2 separate regions of the Zea mays genome follow, and region 2 is linked to region 1. A link is a contact called in public Hi-C data. All regions are on one chromosome and are shown on one strand. The core of a region is the stretch at or near the end of the contact, and the rest is flanking DNA. Distances in the headings are between cores, read along the strand shown. Region 1 holds the start of LOC542126 (photosystem II subunit PsbS1). Region 2 holds the start of LOC103650955 (sister chromatid cohesion protein PDS5 homolog A).

Region 1 (4,462 bases), core at 749-3,248:
TTGGTGAACCCGAACAGCGGCCCTGCATTGTTCATGCACCGCAGGCACCATCATTATTATATAAAAAATACTCAAATCAAGCAATCAACCACAGCTCATCAGCTGCATGCGGAGGTGTCGTGAGCTTCTTTTTCTTTTTTTAATTACCTCCCTCGCTGAGGCCGAGGGCGCCGCGGAAGCCCTTGCCGGGTTGGATGACGGCCTTGTCGAGGCCGGTGACCTCCTCGTCGACGAAGCGGCCGCGGTCTCCGAGAGCGCCGATGGCGCCAAGGAGGGTGAAGAGGATGAAGAACAGGAGGAGGGGCTCCGCCTCGTAGATGGGGATGCCCGTCTCCAGGTTCAGCTGCGCAAGGATGCCCTTCCCGGTAATGGCCTCTCCAAGTAGCGATGCCTGAAGCCAAGCAGTGTCAATAAATCCTCGCTAGCTTGAACTGGCAATGCTAGCTACCGTTTTTGGTTTGAAACAATAATACATACACGAGCAGATTTGCATAACAAAATAATGCGTGGATTAGACAATCTATAATTTATTTATTTTGGGAGAGTGCTAGCAGCAGAGGTGTAATTGAGTAATTTATTTTAGGTTCAAATTAAGTGAGTAGTTTATGTTAATTATTTTGACCGTTTGGAATTTTCTTCCACCCACCACTCCTCTTTTTTTCCTACCCTGCTGAATTTAACCCATGAAGCTGCTAACTTTACAAAATCACAGGTAACTGCGACTACCATATGTATGTCCATATCCATATCATGCTACGGCGGCGTCAGCTATCACAAAAATGAATGGCTATGTTTTTTTTTGCTAAGATAAATATATATCCTAATATATTACCAGATATCGATGGTGTGTACTCCTCTAATTATATTGGTCAATACGAAAGATATTGCATCTGTTACACTATCTCCATTTTTAATTTGTAATATAATGTTTAAAACAAAACTAGTTAGATAAAAAGCTAACTAACTTATTCTAAACGTCATATATATGTAAACGCAGAGAGTATATATAAGAACAACTTCCTTCTACCCCTCCAAGTCTAAATTATAAATCTTTTGGATAAGAATTAAATCAAGCTTATAAAACTTTGACTATAAATAACCGTTTTATTATTTAGTTTTAAAAACTAATAGTCACGTGTTATACACCAATTTATTTAAGAAAGTATTTAAAAAAACATAAATATTAAGAGTTTATTTTAATTTTTAAATGGTTAAAATTGTATTTTGAAGGCCGTGTCGTCAACGACTTATAATTTCGGAGGGACGGAGTAATTCCTTCCGGTGTGCATGAACACACTCCATATGCAGATGCAGTGCTTTTGACTATACTCACGGCAAAGCCAAGCATGGCAACGCGGCCGACGAACAGCTCGTTCTCCTTGGTGAAACCGATCCCGCCGGACGTGCCGAAGATACCATCCTCAACCTTCGGCTTGGGCTTGGGCGCAGCAGCCTGTACAGCAAAACCATCATATATATACACACACATAGCAACACATGACAGGGAATAGAATAAAACTAGCCAGGAGCATGCATGCGTGCACATAACACACGGCACAGCAGCAGTACAGTAGTGTACGTGCAGCTAGCTAGCTAGCTAGCCATGCACGGGTCACGGACCTTCTTCGCCGGCGCGGTCTTGACCTTGGATTTGCCGAACAGGGCGAGCGTCTTCACGGAGACGGACTTGGAGTGCCTGTAGCCAGCTGACGAGGACGACGACGACGGCAGCGGTAGCCGCGGGTATGGAGCCGGCCGGACGGCCTGAAGAGACGGCAGCGCGCGGCCGCCGTTGACGCTGGTCGACATGAGCATGGACTGCGCTGCCATATGTGCCGGCCGCCTACTCACGAACGAACACAAATTAAACAAGCACAGAGACGGATAAAGAGAGGAATGCGCAGCAGCCACTCGCGCGCTGAGGATGGAGGCTAGCTGAGCACTACTCGTAGTCGGTAGTCCTAGGCGAGCGCGCGGCTGCTGCTTGCTGCGTGTGGTCGTGGGCGGGGGTCTGTTGCTCCGAGGCTGCGTGGCCAGCTCTTATGAATGGGAATCACAGACGCGGGCAGCGTGAAGCTGGAGTGGCGCCAAGTGGACTAGTGGAGGTGTCCATTGGCGAGCGGCGAGGCGGAGGATAGGGTGCGCCTGTTCAGGGTGGGCTGCCAGGAGGCCACGTCGCCGCAATTCCAATCTATGGCTGCGCTGCGGCAGGGGCAGCGCCGTCCGAGCCCAGCAGCCAGTGCGTGCGGCTGCTGCGATCCCCGGCCGGACGCACGTGTACGGCTGGACCTGGACGGTGGGGGCGCATTGGGCGTGGGGGCGTGGAACGAAAACAAACTGATGGCGCCGGTCGCTGAGATACACGCGTCAAGAAAAAAGTGTTCTGCCCTTCCAGCCTTGAGGCATGTGATGACTGCTGTGACTGTGAGTTTGCGACACTATGGAGCAGGTAGCTGATAGCAGCGTGCCCTCCCGTTTCTCTCGGTCGGGTCGATGGATTGGATTGGATGTTGCTACTCTCTCCATTCCAGATTATATATCGTTTTAATTTTTCTGTAAACATAAACATTATATATAAAATACTGAACACATACAATTTACAATGGACGGGGGTAGCATTTTGAATTTGAACGTTGAAGATCGATTTTGAAGGAAGAACTCTCGCGCCAAGCATAAAGGCCGCTTATTCCGTAGCGGCGCCATTTCGGGTGCAACAAAATTACAATGGATTCGTTGGATACTTCGGTGTTCTGACTAGACCAAATGGTTTCGACTTTCGAGGTAGTGGGAAATGGATTTGGTTCCATATGCTGGGGTTTAATAATTAATTGTCCACATTATGACATAAACGGGTTCCATAGTGTAGTGGTTAGCACTCCAGACTTTGAATCTGGCGACCTGGGTTCGAATCCCGGTGGGACCTATTTTTTTGCCGTTATGGAAACATGTTCTTTTTCCTAACTTTTTTTTCCGGTATGGAAACATGTAAAAGAGATAGCATATACAGTTCACAAAAGCATGGTTTCGAATCCCTGTGGGTCTAATTCAGAATGCACCTTTTTCCCTGTTGCGAAAAGAAATAACATATATATACAATTCAGAATCCATAAAAGTTTCCTTTCCGCTGTGGGTCGACCCAAAAGGCCAAAAGACGTCAAAATGAGCCAATCCAGGTTTAAGGCAAGAAAACTATTTCCTTCGCAGCAAGAAATCATCGATAGCCGAGTGAAGGTGGTGGAGCCCATGCATATACATAAAAAAACACAATATTTGCTTCGCAGCAAGATATCGTCAAATATTATAAATATTAATAAACAAGAGCATTGTAGCCTCAAAGTCACAGTGCCAATCTACAAGTTGCTTAGGTGTTACTTTAGATGAGGTATGAGAGTTGGGACCAAGGGGTTTGATACATGGTACGCTTCTCTTCTTTCCGATTCCTGATTGCAAAATGTATGTAAATCCTGCATCCAGTTACCCGCCTGCACTCTCTTAATTCTCCTAATGAACAATAATGTTATACCTACATGATTACACATTAACAACCCTTTCTTGTAGAGATCTTAGCATTAGCACGTGTTGATACATAAAGAATCCATAGCCTCCAGTGTAGTTGCTGATTAATTAAGACTTAAACATACCTCTATGTCCCTACAAGAACGGAACTACAGCCTTCTCAAAATTTAGAGTACACCGTCATCAAGAAAGGTGCATTCAATCCTGATGGTTCTGCTTATTTCTTTCTCGTGTGAATGCTTTAAGTAGATCGAGCCCAAGAAATATGTTAAGCAGATTCATTCCTGCCATACCAAGTAGAGCTAGCGGAAGCTCAATGCCCTTCCCAAATTTGTGGGCATCAGAGATGAGCTTGTAAGTAATCAAGATATGGCATATCACCCTTGCTGTTACAAAGGTAGTCCAGTTGAGTACCCATTCCAGCTTCACCACTGTTCTGTCAAAATCCCGAAATCCAACCATTCGCCTGACTTTCCTTACATGTAAAAATATGGAGTGCAGCTGCAACCATAAACTTTGTCAGTTTTCTGCTGTGACTCAACTTGGTAATTCAGATAAATCACTACAACTAGGGGGAACTCTAATAGAATAATTATCAAACAAAAGCATCAACTGCTCACAGTGGAAGATGAGATTGACTACTTATTCTGGGGGACCCTTATTTATATACATGAATGAACACATCAACTGAATCTGTTGACAAAAAAGGGCTCTAAGATGGTTTCATAAATGCCACCAATTCAATCTCAGTAAAAGCATTTGAGTCAAAACAAATATGCAACTGCACAAACCAGTGGTCGAAACCTAAGTGGGCAGGCAAAATAGTTACTCCCCCCCCCACCCTGAGTGTCCACTAGGGTATTGCATGGCTTGCACTCAGTCATCCCAGCGCGCTCCAAAATTTCGAGGGTGTACTGCCGCTGAGATAGAAGCATCCCGCCACCGG
Region 2 (3,924 bases), core at 717-3,216, 270 kb after region 1:
AACGAGACAAAGCAAATCAGATTCAGAAACAGAGGACTCAAAGAAGGTGGAAAACATAATCGTAATGTTGGGATCGTAAGGAAGAATGAGATCTACTAGATTTCTGTGTTGGCTATAAATTTTCTTTCCCTTCGAGGCCTTCATGAAATCTCAACTGGGAACCAGCAGGAATCAGGAACAAGAATTGGGAAGTTAGAATTGTAGTGAAACTTAGTTAGGGTTTCGAGCGGGAACATACAACTCACATAGACAAACTCCCCAAAATTAACGTGACGTCACCTGGGAAAATATCACTCATCTGGATAAGGACGTTCAGTTAGAGAGGTTCACTCATACAACATACACAATTACATTCGTTCTCAACACGCAAGTTAGCAGACAAAACTGGAAATGAAGAACTCAAAGAAGTTAAACAGAGCACAAACGAAGGATTTCATTACTTATATTCAACATCTTTACACCAAGGGTCAATCCATTATGACCTGACCCCCCACACAAAATACTTCCATCATTCTTCTTACTCTATCCTACCATTCCACTTCCACTTCTACTTCTACTTCCACTACCACTACCACTAATACTAAAGTAAACTAAACTACTTAAGTTGGTGGCGCCACGACCACCCTTGTCGTCGTCGCCCCCACCATTGTCGCCGCCCTCGCCTTCCATCGCCGTCGTCGCTGGCCTTGTCGTCGTCGTTGCCGACCTAGCCACTACCTCCACCTTTGCTAGCACTGCCCTTACCGTAGGCTCCGTCGCTCTGGCCACCGCCCTTGCCCTTACCGTCGGCACCGCCGCTCTTACCGCTGCCCTTGCCCTTGCCACCGACATCACCCTTGCTGTTGTCGCCCTTGCCACCGACCGAGCCCGTCTCCTCCTCCTCCCCCCGTCTCCTCCTCGTCCTCATCCAACTCATTTGAGCCGGCAAGGTCCGGGCACTCCATGGCCTTGAGGAAGGCCCGCTCACCCAGGGTCCCGGTCGATGGCGATCACGTAGGCAACGAGGAGGTCCCACTCTTGGAGTCAGAGTACTCTTCGGAGTTCTTTGAGTCTCCGAAGGACTCAGAGGAGGGTGTAGGCACCCTCTTGCATTCCCCATCGTCGTCCATGGTGCTGGAATAATGTTTTTTTCTAGTTTGGAAGGAAAGGGAGAAAGTTTCAAGAAACCAGAGACAAAGCGAGTGAAGAAGGCAACACCATAGACTCAAATGTTTATTAACAGAAGGGGTCACCGCTTTGCCTCTCGTTTGTACAGTGAACAGTCAGGGGCATAAGGCGTATTATTACACCAAGGAACGACTGCTAGAGATTTGAATATAAGGAACGTCTCACTCCCTTTGTCGCCTATGGGGCATAAGGCGTGAGGAATAGTCAGGGGCATAACACATATACATTCAAACAAAAAATTATATTGGTTGACTGCTAGAGATTTGAATATAAGGAACGTCTCACTCCCACACCCCCTCTGCCGCTTGTGGGGAGGGCTCCGGCACCCCGTCTGCACGCAAGGGGGTGCATGGAGAGGGAACTCTAATCTTCTTATCTCTGTTAATCAACGATAATAATTGTAAAATTATTTTTTATATTTAATTAGAAAATAATAATATGTATTATTGTATTATAAATATGATAGTATTTTTTTTAAAACATCAAAAACTGATGTATAAAAGTTAATAACTCAATTAAAAAATGAAGGGGAGTTAAAAGGGAATCATTGAAAGGTGGTGAAAGATGAGGAAGAATTGTTGAGGGAAAAATATTTAATATAAATAAAAAGTATGGATGAGAGATTTGTAAAGGGAATGTTTAGAGTTAGTCAAGGTCATCTCCATCAGGCTGTGTAAAGGTTATGTAAAGTATTGTTTTGTATTATTTATTACAACAAGGTTATGTAAAATATCGTTTTATATTATTTATTATAATGTTTGAAGAATATGTTTGAAATAGAGATTAAGATAAGAATATCGAAGCATTTTGTAGAAGTACGGCCACCGATAGACCTCGAAAGGTAGCCATGGCTCGCTGGCCGACTCCGCGCTGTCTGTGACTGTGACTGTGATTGTGAGACACTTCTCTTCTATCTCCTCCATTTCATGGCCTCCCGCCTAACCCTCATTTACCCGCCCGTTCTCCCGCCGCTCAGCATTCTAGGGTTTTCAGTTTTTCGAGCTCCAGTGCGCCGCGGCCGCCGCCCGTGATGCCTGACTCACCGGAGCTAGTCGTGAGGGCGCTCGGGAAGCGCCTGGCGCAGCCGCGCTTAGGCAAGGACGCCCTTATCAAGCTCCTCAAGGTGACCACTGCTCATTTCCACCCGATTCTAACCCAGCACGCTTCCATTTCCCGTGAAACCGCGCTGCCTCTGAAGTTTCGAATTCGTACGAGGCCTTGCTGTAGCGCGTTGCTAAGGTCGATGGAATTTGCTACTCAAATTTGCAGTCACAGTTCAGGGAGTTGATGTGGCCTCCTGACGCTTTTGGTGAACTTGACTTCCATGTTGTAATACGTACTGATTTCCATCTGAAGCTGGAGTGGTGTAGTAGTACTGAAAAAGTCGTGTATATACTAGTGGGGGATGTCGTGTTTGGTTAAGGTGGTGTTTATGTTCTTTGATATATATACCAAAGAGTTGGTTTCGGGTCCGGGGAATGTTTTTTGGGTCTTGCAAGGCACCTTCGTCTACCTGGCACTTGGAGGCAGCAGAAAAATGTTTGTGGAGTTTTGGACATTCAGTTGAACTGCCTGCTGTTCCATGTTTATTTTCTTTCTGAACTGTTATAACTGAGGAAGCTGCTAGTCCTGAAAAATTTTATAGGTAAGGAATGAAAGGATATATGAGGCATGATCATACATATTTCTGTAAATTGGCAGCGAGCCGTTAATATTTAACTGATTTTCTTGCATCCTGTTGCATTTTTTCACAATAAACCTTCTCTTGGAGATTTATTGGATTTTCTTAGGGTTCACTGTCTTTTAGCTTTGTGCTAATGTGAGTTGATGATCCAGTTGTTGAAACAGTTCAGCCTAGCAGAGTTCTTCAGAAGCTAGACATGAACTTGTCCATTATTAATACATACTTAAGCTGGACAATCATACTGACAAAAAGGCTCAAATATTGGTGGATTCATATTCTTTACTGCCCTAACACATTTATGTTCTTATTGCAGCAAGCTGAAAGTGCATTATCAGAGTTTAGTCAATCATCCTCTCTGCAGGATCCTCTTCATGCTCTGAGCAAATCTCTTGTCCAGACCACTTTACTCAACCATAAGGATAAGGATGTCAAGCTTCTTGTTTCTGTTTGTTTAATCGAAGTTATGCGTGTTCTTGCACCTGATCCACCTTTTAGTGATGAAATACTTAAGGTATTTAACAGTCATGTCACTTTTCTACTATGTATCTGGTGATGTAAAATGCTACTCCCTCCGTTCGTTTCTACTAGGAGCATTAGAATTTGAAAATTCTAACTTCATAAACTTGGACAACAGTTAGTCAAATTATATGCATGCTTATAGTATGAAAGCTATATAGTAGATTCATATTTCACATATCTTTTCATGTGACATTGATTTTGTAGTGATTGATGATATAATTAAAGAAAAACTAGTGGTCAGTGTATATATATAATAGGGCAGATCTATTCATCAACTAGGGTGATATACCAGGGGTCAATCACCTGGACCCGACCAAGCGCCCCTCGCGCGTAACCAATCGAGCCGCCCCCACGTGCCCGACCGAGCCGCCCCCGTGACCGCTCGCGTCCCCCAGCCGACCGAGCGAGCCGCCTCCCATACACGCGCTCGAATGACTTAGTGCCCTCAAAATGACTTAATGTTTTCTTTACGCTTAATGACTTAATGTTGCCTGAACGATTGAATGACTTAATGTTGCCTACAATGACTGAACTAAAAAACAAGGAATGCATGT

Evidence for each region. A called contact is a pair of places that touch in the nucleus more often than the background predicts.
Region 2: a contact with region 1 is called in a Hi-C map of ear, with 2.7 times the contacts expected there. The contact joins the promoter of LOC103650955 here to the promoter of LOC542126 in region 1. A contact is called at or near these places in 3 of 25 Hi-C or Micro-C datasets (ear, root tip and tassel).

Annotation. Positions count from the first base shown.
Region 1 is chr3:179,564,839-179,569,300 of Zm-B73-REFERENCE-NAM-5.0, forward strand. It overlaps LOC542126 (photosystem II subunit PsbS1), which reads right to left and starts at 1,999. Exons shown (of 4, transcript NM_001111758.2): 1 at 1,621-1,999; 2 at 1,334-1,453; 3 at 148-391; 4 at 1-22. The coding sequence starts at 1,830. It overlaps TRNAQ-UUG (transfer RNA glutamine (anticodon UUG)), which reads left to right and starts at 2,852; the gene lies at 2,852-2,923. It overlaps LOC103650953, which reads right to left. Exons shown (of 3, transcript NM_001150764.2): 3 at 3,289-4,017. The coding sequence ends at 3,715.
Region 2 is chr3:179,832,928-179,836,851 of Zm-B73-REFERENCE-NAM-5.0, forward strand. It overlaps LOC103650955 (sister chromatid cohesion protein PDS5 homolog A), which reads left to right and starts at 1,967. Exons shown (of 31, transcript XR_002268151.2): 1 at 1,967-2,290; 2 at 3,165-3,362.